2 separate regions of the Rattus norvegicus genome follow, and region 1 is linked to region 2. A link is a contact called in public Hi-C data. All regions are on one chromosome and are shown on one strand. The core of a region is the stretch at or near the end of the contact, and the rest is flanking DNA. Distances in the headings are between cores, read along the strand shown.

Region 1 (6,431 bases), core at 3,212-5,711, 210 kb after region 2:
ATATTCTTATAGAATACAAGTAATAGTAGTGGAAAATCCATTTACAAGGAAGAAAGATGTAGATATACTCATATATATACACACACATGCACACACACACAAAAACATATAAACACTTAGAACCTTCCACAATCTCCACAGAAATTTCATTTCTAAATGGTTACATTAATTTCCATTGATCTCAGAGGAACCATCTCTCTAAGAAATCTAACACTAGCCACAAGACAGGGTCTGAGCTGTGACTGCATTGCCTGGACCTCCTGTCAAACCTATGACTGATGCCGCGTTTTATGATTCTCTTAAAAGACTGATTTCCCCAACACAATAACTGCCTCCTTGGGCAAAGATAAGCCCTTAGCTTCATTCATTTTAGTTTATTTCCCTGCTTGCATACACTGCTGCACTTGAACATTACTCCAGGAAGCATGCAAATATAATTCCACCAACTGAAAACATTTGCTATTCGCTCCCACGTCTAGGGGCGGCTTTATCAATGTATGGAGAAACAAAATGCCAGTCTCACCCTTTATCATTCTCAATAGGTCATATGGGTGGCATTTGACACATTATGTACCCAGTCTGGGCCATTTTATTTTTATCTTCAGGGGCTCGAGAGACAATACATGCTCAGCTTGCCTTTCAAGCAGAAGTCACCCCGTTGGGTTATTGGAGTGAAGTAGCTGTGCTGTGCTTGCTGAACTGTTTGAACATGGTACTCGATCGGTGAACCCAAAGATGGGTGCACAGGGGCACAAGGAATCTGTTGTGTGACGTGTGTTACTGTCCTTCATTACTTACCATTGGGGTGGGGGGAGGGCTGCTGATGCCGGCCATGCTTCTTGTGTGTATCCTCTCCTTTGTCAGTGGAGCTTGGTGGCAGATTTGCACACAGTATACATGTCCATTTTCTCCTCCCTTCCCCACATCGATCCTTTATCCTTTCATATTTTTGGCAAAGCTACATAAAATTGTCACAGCATCAACTGTTACTTTATAGGGCAGAAAGAATAGGGGTGTTTTGGGGTTGCATTATGGGTAGTGATGTGTTACTGCTTCTTTTCTGTCCTGTTGAAAGCCAACAGGTTTTATTGGCATGAACACCCTTAAGGGGGGAGGGCTTTGGGTCAAATGACCCCCTTAGTAATTCACTGCTAGCACTTAAATTATACCTATTTTATCCTGTGTTTGTACGTTGGTATCAGTCAAGAAATCAGAGATGATATATTGCATTTTTATATGATTAAGTAACTGTTTTGACATTGATGGAAGAGGCACCAAAGTTATGGCACTTGTTACTTGTGACCTAGTACCATTTATTCGGATGGAAGATTACGTCACAGGAGCGGTTGCACTGAGCAGGCTCCCACCATAGGGAGCGAGCTGCCTGTTGCTGGAGATGTTCACAGTTGTCTTCTGACGTAACTACCAACAATTGGCCAAGCCGAATCCTCATTGCTTTAATTAAGTGGAATTGAGTGCAAGAGATGCTTTGGGATTAAAAACGATTCTCTGGGAACTTGAACAGACTTCATTTCCTATCTGATCTGGGAGATTGCCCATGCATATCAGCCTATAGATGCCCGCAGAGGCATTTGGAGCAGAATAAAATGATTCCATTTCCTCATAAACTTCTAGCCCATTTTTTTATTTTTTAAATTGAAAAGCTATATCCATTCACTTATAATATCCTGGGGGCAGGGCATGCCACACATTAAAGTCAGAAGAAACCTTTAGAGTTAGCTTTCTACTTTCTGTTACCATTTAGGTCCCTGGGATTGATCATGGGTGGTCAGACTTGGTGGCAAGCCCGTTTACCTATGGAACCGTTTCACTGGCCCCAGCAGCTTCTGTTCTTATCTCCCTGCTGGGCCCTTCTCCCATGTCACAGGGGTGACACTGCTGAAACTACCCAACCACATGGTTATAGCACATGGGCCAGAGTGGCTCACTGCTCAGTTTGTATGGCTTAGGAGCAAAAGTTAGTTTTTCACATTTTCAAATTGCTTTAGAAAAATCTAAAAGGTATTTTGCAACAGGTAAAAAGTATACAAAATTCAAGTTCCATTGTCCTCAAAATTTAATTCTTATAAAGCCATGCAAGTTCATTTACCTCATGTCTGTGGCTGCTTTTGTAACACAATCCTGTGAAGACGTGAGAAACATCCACGGAGTCCCAAACACTCACCAGACTAAAACCAGTTACTGTTTGACCGCATGGTGAAAAAGTTTGTCGCCCCCTTCGAAACTGGTGAAATTCTTTCCAAAGAATTTGCCCAGTGCACAAGGTAATAGACAGGATATAACATTTCTGCAGTCTCTGAACAATGTGCCTATATTACTCCTGTAAGCTCAAGTCAGTCTTAAGTAGAGTAGGAAGAGATGGGGGTGAGTGGTCCCAGGCTGCTAGCAAGTTCGTTGTTTGTTCTTTTAGTAGGTTCAGCCTAGGGCCTGGACACAGTCTGTTTCTGAGATCACCATAGCGAAGTCACCCCTTGCACCTTCTCACATGACCACCCTCCTGCAGTCTGCTACCTGAGGCCCTTCACCAGACCTCCACAGTACCGTCCTTCCCTCTCCCTGACTCCTTATGTGAGGGCTCTCCTGATGCAGGTCTGTAGGGCAGGCACCTCAGCCTGCACTGGCTGCTGGCATGAAAACTAGCACTCAGTGTACCCAGCTATCCAGTGTGCCCTGTAAAAAGCCCAGCTGCTAATTTTACTAGCCAGCAGGTTGGCTCCTCTGGTCTCCCCAGAGCATATGGGAAAAAGAAGGACAGACTTAGAAATCAGACAGTTCTGGAGAAAGGAAGATCCTTATGACCTGAGAGTTTCATGCTGGCCCCCCAGACATTGTTCTGGTACAGTAACTCCTCTACTTTTGGACATCCAAGAGAATGGTGGCTGGGTAGGAGTAGTACTTACTTGTCTTTAACTCAACCACTTGCCTGTCCAGCTCTCTGGAACTAGTCCCCACGTGTTTATTGTTACCATACATTCTAACGGAATGTTGCTTCCCACCCTACTTAGCCTCTGTTGGGTTGCAAGCTAGGCGTTCTGCCCTTCAAGTAGGAATCTGACTGGTGTCTGTCCACTTTTCAGCTTCTCTACTCACTTGCCAGAGCATACCAGGAGGTGATACGGAACACTTTGTAACAACAAATATTCTGTATTCCTGGCAAGGAGCTGCTGTAGTGTGGTCCTTGGAATACAGAGGGCCTCTGTGTGGATTGTGGCTGAAGCTGCAACCAGACTGCTATCCCTGTCTAGCCTCTCCTCAGGGCTTTCATTCTGGGCCAGTAGCTTCATCTTTTGAAGCCACAATTTCCTCATCTTGCTGGTGGGGAGAATGTCAGACTCTGGGTCTTCCTGTTGTGGCGATAAGTCATTGATTGAATACATGTCAGAAAAAAATGCATCTTGTGTGGCTCCTATGGTTTGTGTTACCTGTCAGCCCAGGCATCATGTTATAGTAGGCTGTCACAGAGAACAGCAAAGGCAGAGGGAAGAACAAATCCTTTCCTGGGGTGAGAGAGGAAGAGAAGGGGGGCAAACTTGAAACCTCTCTGAACCTAATATTTTCTCAGAGGACCAAGAAGCACTAAACAAGGCTGCTGGATGATTCTGGGTCTAGCTAGTCATCCCTAGTGTGGGTATAATGTGGGTCTAGTCAGTCAATGTTTGTTCTGTGCACACCCTCCATTCAGGTCCATCCAGGGTCTGGCCTTTCTGAGACTGGACTGGCTCATGCCAGCCTGACTCATCATTGTCAAACTGGCCAGAAAATTCTCACTTCATATACTGCCTTCCTGAGTTGTACAAGGGCCAGAGGCGGGGTTGTATTCGGCTCCCTAGAGCTGTCATTGTGGGCAAGTGTGTCACAGGAAAACCTTTGGCAGGATAACAGATTAGTCTCATGGAAAGAGGATCAAATACATTCTCCACGCCCAGTCTTCCCTGGAGATAGAGTGAGTGTGACAGGGTACGTGGCTGACTTCAGTGGGCTTGTCAACACCATATGTGAGGTATGTGTGACAGCTATTTTGGTGGCCACATAGCCATTGAAAAGATGTGGGTGAACATAGTATGTACATGGACGTGTATAACCATACATGTGAGACATGTCCCCTGGGCTCTTTCAAGCATCCTGCACAACTATTAGAAATTAGCCACCATTCAAGGCACCAGACACCTGTTGTTTCTTACAGACTAGAAAACTCTGTACAATATAAAAGGTGCAAACTGAAAAACAGGATGGTTGGATTGGCTTGGAGGCTGTGGCTAGTCCCTCGAGCAGACCTGGGACCTCAGTGTTTCTAATTCCAGTCTCAGATTCCGTGAGTCCCTGCTGCTGGATCCCAAGGGCCAAATAAATATGATTTTATGACTAACATCAGCCGGCCTTCTGCTTTACTGCCCTTATGCCTCTTTTCCTTCTTTCTGGACCAGTAAGGGCTGGTGCCCCCTGGAGGCTTAGAATAGAACGAGCGATTCGGAGCTTTTCAGTCAGGGCTTGCAGTGTTTTCCCACCTTGCTTCCCAAACCCTTAGAGGTTTACATGTGGCTATTTGTGAGAAAAAGAAAATGTCTTAGTGGGCTGTGACTGTCCTTAGAACCTCCATTCCAGCTGCGAGGAATTTTAGTAGAGAGACTCAAAAATAGAGACGGTGATGGTGGTGAAGTCGCTCACACTAGGGACCACATGCAAGCTGACACTTCCGAGTTTAGTTTGCGAGGCTATGTTTAGGAGGAGGCAGACGGACTCGTGCCTGTGGGCCCTAAACACTCCAATCTGGAGGACTAGAAGCCCCATTTAGAGAGTCAGGTTCCAGAAAAAGGCATCTTCCAGAAAAGACAATTTTAGGGAAATGACACCACCCAAAAGCCACCATTTGGTTCTCAAAACTTTATTTTTTTTAAAAAATAAGAATTGTTCTTTCTACTTTGGGTAGAGAGAGAAGGAAGGGTTGCCAGTTGCTTCTTGCCTGTCTGTCTTAAGGAATCAGAACACTCATAAACTTAATTAAATGCACCCAAGCCTCTTATGCATCAGGGTTCTCGTTTTGCCCATCTAGTTAATTTTAGTTAATGAAATTGGCCATGTACTGGTATGGACAGCCTGGGGTAGGAGAAGCCAGAGAACTCTCAGTGATAACTTGGGTTACTGTGTGAGCCTGAGAGGACATGGGTTTTTATTTAACCTGAGGCTTCCAAGTTTCCTTACATCTATGTGCCTCCACCCTAGGCAAGCAGACCATCAGGCCTTTCTTGTTTGCAAGAAATGGGTTAATCCAGAAAGTAAATGAACTAGGCACACTGTCTCTTCCACAGGCCTGGAAGCCCAGGATCCAGTAGAGTAACAGAGAGGGTCAACAAACTCTTGCTGTAGCCATTGCCTCTGCCAGTTTTTCCCTGTTTAATGTCTCCCACCCCACCTTTTTTTGTGACTGTGGCTAGAGCAACTCTCCTAAGGAAGGTAGGGAGGAAGAGCTCACTGGGGAGTAGAAAAAACAATCCACATAGTTGCCTGCTGCTATAGCAATAATGCTACAAAACAGGCCAGATCACAGAAAGTGGGGATTTCAAAAGGTAATAGTTGCCTGGTTTCTGTCTGTCACCAAACCCTGCTAGATCTGTTGGCCTGTAAACTTTGTTTTGTTTGAGATGGAGTCTCCCTCTCAGGAGCCCAGAGTTCATCAAGTAGGCTAGAATTGATGGCTATTGAGCTCAGAGATCTGCCTGTCTCTGCACGTAGATGGTCAGAGAGCAGTCCTGACCATCCTTCTGGCTTTTGGAGAAAGGTCTGGATGTGATGGATTTATTGCAGAGTCTATGCTGAACTGGTTTTATGGACTGGATACTCAGAGAACTACCTATCTGTGTTTCTGTCTCTGCCTCAAGGACAGTTGGCAGAAGGAAAGTTGTTGCTTTCGTAGCTGTTAGAGAAGCTACTGTAATTTTCTGTCTTCCCTCTAAGTCAGGATCTGGGTAACTTAATTTCTTAGCCACCTCAGAGTTTTCCAGAAAGTTTAGATCAATGTTCTGGAGAAGCTTGCCTCATAACCACAGTGACCCGGGTTTAAGCTCTGGGACTAACATAAAAAAGCCCGGTACTGGGGAGGCAGAGGGGCCACTGAGAGGGAGACTCCATCTGAAACAAAACAGAAAACAAAGTGTGCCTGAGAAATGACATTTGAGTCTGTCCTCTTTCCTCCACTAAAGCCTATTTCCCTGCTTGCTCAAACCCACATACAAAACCAGATCTCTTTTGTCCAAAGATGAAATTAATGGTGAACAGAGAGCCGTGTGCTGTAACCTTCTTAGGTGACATTGAACAATCAGGACCTCAGAGTTTCCATGGGTAAAATGGTGAGTGTCCAGCATTTATGAGCAGTCTGTTCCTTTGCAGGCTCTCCAAGCTCTGGGCTCCCACAT
Region 2 (6,435 bases), core at 2,289-4,788:
AAGCCAGGGGCCAGAAGATCTGATCCAAGTTTATCCAGTTTATGGAGTGTGTGTGTCATAGTTATAGCAAACAATATGTATGTTTTCTTCTTCATTCTTCCAGATAACCCTTTGAGATAGGCTAGGTGGTGTGTGTGTGTGTGTGTGTGTGTGTGTGTGTGTGTGTGTGTGTGTGTGTACAGTGCAGAGTGTTTGGAGGCCAGAGGTTGATGCCATATATTTTAGTCAATCAACTTTCTACATCAATTGAAGCAGGCTCAATTTGAGGCTTACCCTCCTGGTTTCTGGTTTTTGTTTGTTTGTTTGTTTGTTTTTTGTTTTTGTTTGTTTTTCGGCTTTGCTGTCTGTCCAGCAACTCCCCTGGTATCTGCATCTCTCTACTTCCCAGTACCAGAGTATATACCATGACTGGACTTTATGTGGGTGCTAGGGATCCAAACTCAGCTCCTCATCCTTGTGCAGCAAGCATTTACTCTCCAAGCTCCCTCTCCTGCCTCTGGTTTCAGTTTTAGAAATGAATAACACAAGCCTACGATGTCCAAGGATCTTTTTGAATGCGAGGTTCCTCTGTGTCTGGGAAGAGCCTCTTCCTAAATGGCTGGTAAGAGAGTTGGGCAAAGGCCTGATGATATCTATTCCCAGTAGTCAGGAATACTCTCATTCTGTGCCTATATTCTGAGTGTCCCAAGTCCATTCAGGTGATAATATTGACCTTGATGAAGGTCTCTGATGAATTCTGAGGAAGTCACAGTTTTGGACAACACTGGAGAGGCTGAAAGCTTCAGTCACCAAAGCAGAAAGAGGTGGTGGCTGGGGTGCGTACCTCATGGGGCTTCTGGGACCCTCTAGATGATGATGGTGACAATGGAGTCAGAACACATGTAGGGACTTCACATGTGGGATGACAGAAGGCACAGCATCCGCCAGACTCTTGTAAGTCACCATGAAACTAGCTTTCTAGGAAGATCTAGGTTGCAGGTATTGGCTAGGAAGAATCTAGAGGGGACCACTGGCTGCGAAGGTTCAAGTTTTGTTCCTATGGGAATACATTCCGAAGGCTCACTAAGCCACAGTGGGGCAGAGCAGTACCTGTTCTTTGCTGAGTTTATGCTATGGATGTCTCAGTTTTAAATGTTAAATCTCGGACTTAAGGAAAGTCCCTCACGCTTGGCGTGTGTTGAGGCACACTCACAGCTATTGAGGAGGCCAACAAAGGAACCTCAGTACCACAGTCATTTGCATCCCTTCCCAGCCTTTCCAAGTCTTACCCAGCCTGATTCTGGGATAGAGCTAGGGGCATTGAATACATGGGGATTGTGAAGGACAGATGATATTGGAGGGACCACTGGATGGTTTAAGGGGAGACTGAGGCAATTTCTCCTTCTGGAAAACACAATTTATAGCTCTCTTCTTTAAAACATAAACTACCTCAGTGCGTGTGTGTGTGTGTGTGTGTGTGTGTGTAAACATGAGTGTGCACCATAACATGCACATAGGTATGAGAGAATGGTTAACAGGAGTTAGTTTATTCTTTTCACTGTGACTTTCAGAGATCAGGTTCAGGTGGTCAGGTTTGGAGGCAAGTAACTTTAACAGTTGAGCCTTTTTGCTGGCCTTCTGTTATATACTGTTTTTTTTTTTTTGGGGGGGGGTGATTTTGGCCTTAATTCTTTTCTAGTAGATATGTTTACTGAGCCCAAGGAATATACCAACCGATTTGAGACTCATTATTTTCGGTGTCTGCCAGGTTTGGCCTCCTTTGGCCCTTCTTGGCTGACCAATGATTTAGGTAGTGACAGCTTGTTCAGGTAAGGAGCCTCACTTGGGCCAGTTTACCATATGAGGAGTCTTGAAAGGAACCTGAGAATTCCAATTAGGCTATAACTAATGAGCTGGAAAGTTTGGGGAAATCACTGAGGGCAATGAGGGGAGAGTGATTGTCTTGGTTTTAATTAGCACAGGAAAAAGTTGTGGTACAGCTGCCAGCCTGGAGAAGTGGCCAGAGTGAGAAAGTTTCTGTGTGACTGGGGGTTGGGTGGGGGGGACAGGGGCTGCTCAACAAACCCGGACTCCTTCCCTTTAAAGGGGAGAAACGAATGGGGAAACCAGAAATGTAGAAAGGCAAGCCTGAATGCAGAATACCCACCATTCAGTTGCTCTCCTCACATGACTCTAAAGGACAAGGAAGAGACCCTTTAAGAAACCCGTTGTCTACCCAAGTTTGTTCCACACCAACAGTCAGGCTGCTGTCTTCTTTGCCTACTATCAGGTTGCTTGATAAGGAAATAACAAAGAACAAACAACAAACCCACCTGCAGCTGTCAGAGGTCATAGACTACCAACAGACTTTCAGATGCCCCTGTTCATCAGCAACGCACGCTGTGGCACCTAGGAAACGAAAGTGTGAATGAACTATCAGTCAGCACGCGTACTGTGCTCACTAGGGTCTTCCTTAGTCTCCAAGCCTGAGGATCTAGGGGCAATAATAAGCCCATTGAATGGAGCCGACAGCCAACCACTCCTCCCCTCCCCATTAGGGGTTCCTCAGGCACCTGGTGGCTTTCCCTTCTGGTACCCCGCTGAGCTTAAGGGGGCGCAACACCTGCTAAATCCTGCATCTGGGCTGGGGGCGCTATACTCTGTGTCCTGAGTGGTGGGGGGCCGCATGCCCGACCACTTCCAAAAGACCTGCGGCCCCTACTCAGCCCCAAGCCGTGGCCAGCCTGGTAAGCCTCCTCCCCTCTCGCTTCGGGCGGCTTGAGCCCGCGCCTGCTCCAGTTGCTGCAGCTGCCACTGTTGGCGGCTGCGGGGAGCGCGGGGCGCGCGCCGAAGAGGCTCCGGCTGCGAGAACGGGGACGAGGAAGAGCCCGAGGAGGCGAGGAGGAAGAAGCGAGCAGAGGCCGAGGAGGCTCGGGGTCGCGAAGACCCGGTCCGAAGGGGTCCGGCAGGGCATCCGCTAGCTGGCCGCGGAGGCAGGGCAGACAGCCGCAGCCAATTTACCGCGGCCCCGCGAGCTCAGGAGGCGGCGATCCAGGAGCGGAGCGCAGTCTGGGGGAGGAAGGGTGGCGCGGGCACGCCCGGGCGGGAGGGCGCGGATTCTCCGATCTTAACGAGCTGTCTTCTCATCACCCGAGAGAGCTGCGCGGGGACGGGCGGGGGACCCCGGGCCGGGGCGCAGCGCACACGCGTGGCGCACGCCAAGTGGACCGGGCGGCGCCGAAGGCACTCGGGATCGCGCTTTCGGAGCTTCGGGCCGCCCAGACCCCGGGCGCGGACGGCCCGCGGCGCCCCCTGGGCTCTCGGTGCCCCGCGCAGCCCCGGGGGCGATCGGAGCCCGGGTCGGGGAGTGGGAGCCACCCGCGCTCATCCCCTTCCCCCCCCGGGCGGGCGGGCAGCCCGGGGGAGGGCGGGCGGCGGCGCTTGGCTGTATATATCTCCGCACACCCCGCCAGGTCGCGCACAGCGCCCCGAGCCCAGGCGCCTCCCCGCCCCCCTCCCGGCGCTCCGCGGCGGCGGCGGCAGCAGTAGCAGCAACATGGCTGTTGATGGGTGTTCGGGGTGGCGCTGGCGGCGGGAGGAGCTCCCTCGAGCCCCTGCGCCGGCCGTCCGTTGCTAGCTATGGCAAACGGTGGCGGCGGCGGCGGCGGCGGCAGCAGCGGCAGCAGCGGCGGCGGCGGCGGCGGCGGCGGAGGCAGCGGTCTTAGAATGAGCAGCAATATCCACGCGAACCATCTCAGCCTAGACGCGTCCTCTTCTTCCTCCTCCTCTTCTTCCTCCTCCTCTTCCTCCTCGTCCTCGGTCCACGAGCCCAAGATGGATGCGCTCATCATCCCGGTGACCATGGAGGTGCCGTGCGACAGCCGGGGCCAACGCATGTGGTGGGCTTTCTTGGCCTCCTCCATGGTGACTTTCTTCGGGGGCCTCTTCATCATCTTGCTCTGGCGGACTCTCAAGTACCTGTGGACCGTTTGCTGCCACTGCGGGGGCAAGACGAAGGTAACGCGCGCCCCGGGCGCCCGCCCCTGCGCCATCCCAGCCATCTCTCGGCGTCCCCTGCAGCCCACCTCTTAGCTCCGCACCGTGTCTTGCCTCCTTCCGTCCTACCAGCCTTGTCCCCGTCGCCTGCCCTTCCCTCCCCTTTCCCTGTGCCCTCGGATTGGGGCAGCGGTCTGTGCGCCAGGGGTGAGGAGTTGACCCCAGCCGGTGCGCTCTGGGACACAGACCCCCGCTTTACTTCTCTACTTATTGTAGGGTTATTGGTGGCTACGGCCGGACCCGGGTCGGGGGTACATGTGTCTTTCGGGCATGTTGTTGCAGGGTGAGGAGAAGGAACCTTGCGGGGGACACAGGAAGCTGAAAGACCCTGGGTGCGTGCTGGGCATCACTCACTGGCTGCGTCCAGGCTCATCACAGCGGGCTGGCTGGGACAGATCAGCTCCTACTTTAGGAGCTTGTTGGGGAAATCAGTTCATAGGGTCCCTAAGAAGGGAACGTCATTAGAGCAAGGGAGAAAATCTTTTGCATTTTGGAATTCTGGGGGAGGAATATGGCTTTAGAAAGTGGGGGCACAGGGATCAATAAAAAGTTGAAAAGAGTTATCCTGGAATGGGGTCAATCTATGGAGAATCACTTTCTAAACGTGGCATGGTTGCAAGTCTGATGCTTCCGCCCACTCCATCACTTACGTTTTCTTTGTGGAACATTCCCCTGCCCCAAGTACTTTCACCACCTCTACACTCCTCTCCTAGGCCACCCACTTTGGATCCCTGCAAATACAGCCAGCAGCTCCAATCTGTAGCACCAGGGTTGCACACCTCAGGGTCCAAGGGAACTCTGCTTCACGAAGCCCCCCTTTGGCACTCGATGTGGCTGGAAGTTGCCTTAAGCTATTCCTGGCAGAGTCGCCCACCCGTGTTAGGACTCACATCTCAGATATATGGTTGCTAGGCTTACTCCTGGGCTGTGTCCATATCCTAGAGGGGTCTCTGCCCACCACCTAGCACTAGCTGGGCACAGGGGTCCGGAGGTGGGCAGTGTTTGAGAGAGAACTACAGAATGAATAAAAGAAAGAACAGGGAACAAAAAGAGGGAGCTGAACTGGGTGCCTTCTTTTAGAGAAATTCTGATCCAAGAGAACTTAACAGCACCCACACTTTTGGAGAGAGGAGATCTCTAGGGGGGGGGGGTTGGGCAAGGCACTCATCCTGGTTCCCAGGTGTCAACACCTGCTCTAGTAAAGTTAATCACAGGACCCCCCTCAGGCATTACAGGGTTCAGCAACTTGTGGCATCTTGTAGCTGCTAAAGAGAAGAGTTAGGTTAAAGGGGAAGGCTGACTATGAAACCCAAGGGCAACTGAAGCACTCTGTGTCATTAATTATACATTACCGTAGGTGCTGGGCTCAGCTGTGTTTTGTGGCAGCACATTTGTGTTTTGGAAAATACTGGTGTGTTGGAATAAGGGAGGAAAAAGTAAAACCTCCCTCCCTTCCTTCTTTGCTTCCTCTTGGCATTGCTCTGAAAGCCTCCAATGGTGACTGGTGGGCTTGTTTAGAGCCCGCTTCTTGATAATGAAGCACCCCCCCCCCCCAACCCTGTCCTTTTCAAGGAGAAAGTTCACTGGCCTTCCAGAGAAGCCCTCAGATTAAGCAAGGTTCCTACAGTCAGACTCAGAGACACTTTCTGCTCCATCAGACTTAACTGTAGCCTGATCACAGAATCCCATTCACTCATTCTTTCTACTGCATCTCCAGCTAGTCCTGGGAGCGTCTCCCTCCCATACTGAGACTTGGCCTCTATCTTTAGTTGCATGCTTCTCAATTATTTTCTATATGGAAGTGATTTGGGTTGGCTTAATAAAACAAACAAACCACCTTCTCTTTTCAGAAAGTGAGCAAATTTGGTCATAATGAAACCTTTTGTCATCCTGAGGTTTTAAGTGGAGTGTTTATCATCTCTTTACTCTAGGGGGTACCCTGTACTGGTTTAGTGCGTGTCATGAAATGTTTCTGAGAGAATTTACATAAAGAATCTCTCTCCTAAATAATGACCAGAGTAGCTTTTGCCAGTTTTCTCAGAAAATAGGTTTTGTGTAACAATAATTAAAAAATAAACCGATCTGTACACATTTGTCTACAGAGTCTTTAGCCTCAGAATCAGCAGAGTGAGAACAATTGAGAGTTTCAATACAGAAATCACCCTGGAATGAAAGATGATTGTGGTTGTTTGGAAAGATTGAAGGCCAAAATAGAGTATCATCCAGCTATTTTTGGTACTGTGAGTTCTTTTAGAATCATGCCCTGTTTTTTTTAATACCTGCCTCTTGATTAGTTCAATTAAATTGTGTGTATACTAAACTCCCTTTACCTAATGATGGTAAGTGAGAATTTTTCAGAGCTTCCCTTTCTACTCTTTGAGCTCTGTGTTTGTTTTGCAG

Evidence for each region. Hi-C and Micro-C count contacts between places; a contact is called where the count stands out from the background.
Region 1: a contact with region 2 is called in a Hi-C map of kidney, with 4 times the contacts expected there. The contact joins the enhancer-like site here to the promoter of Kcnma1 in region 2. A contact is called at or near these places in 8 of 12 Hi-C or Micro-C datasets (frontal cortex, hepatocytes, kidney and 3 more) and 1 of 1 datasets of contacts at active chromatin or transcription factors (oligodendrocytes).

The regions. Positions count from the first base shown.
Region 1 is chr15:553,925-560,355 of GRCr8, forward strand. The region is part of intron 2 of Kcnma1 (potassium calcium-activated channel subfamily M alpha 1); the gene reads left to right. Among named protein-coding and RNA genes, the nearest start is that of Kcnma1, 210 kb to the left of the region's middle. Within about 2 kb of position 4,462, at least 5 of the 93 cell types and tissues checked have an H3K27ac peak or open chromatin away from gene starts, as enhancers often do.
Region 2 is chr15:348,387-354,821 of GRCr8, forward strand. It overlaps Kcnma1 (potassium calcium-activated channel subfamily M alpha 1), which reads left to right and starts at 3,539. Exons shown (of 30, transcript NM_001393699.1): 1 at 3,539-3,996. The coding sequence starts at 3,619. LOC103693799 (a long non-coding RNA gene) reads right to left here and starts at 2,489. Exons shown (of 7, transcript XR_010058082.1): 1 at 2,313-2,489.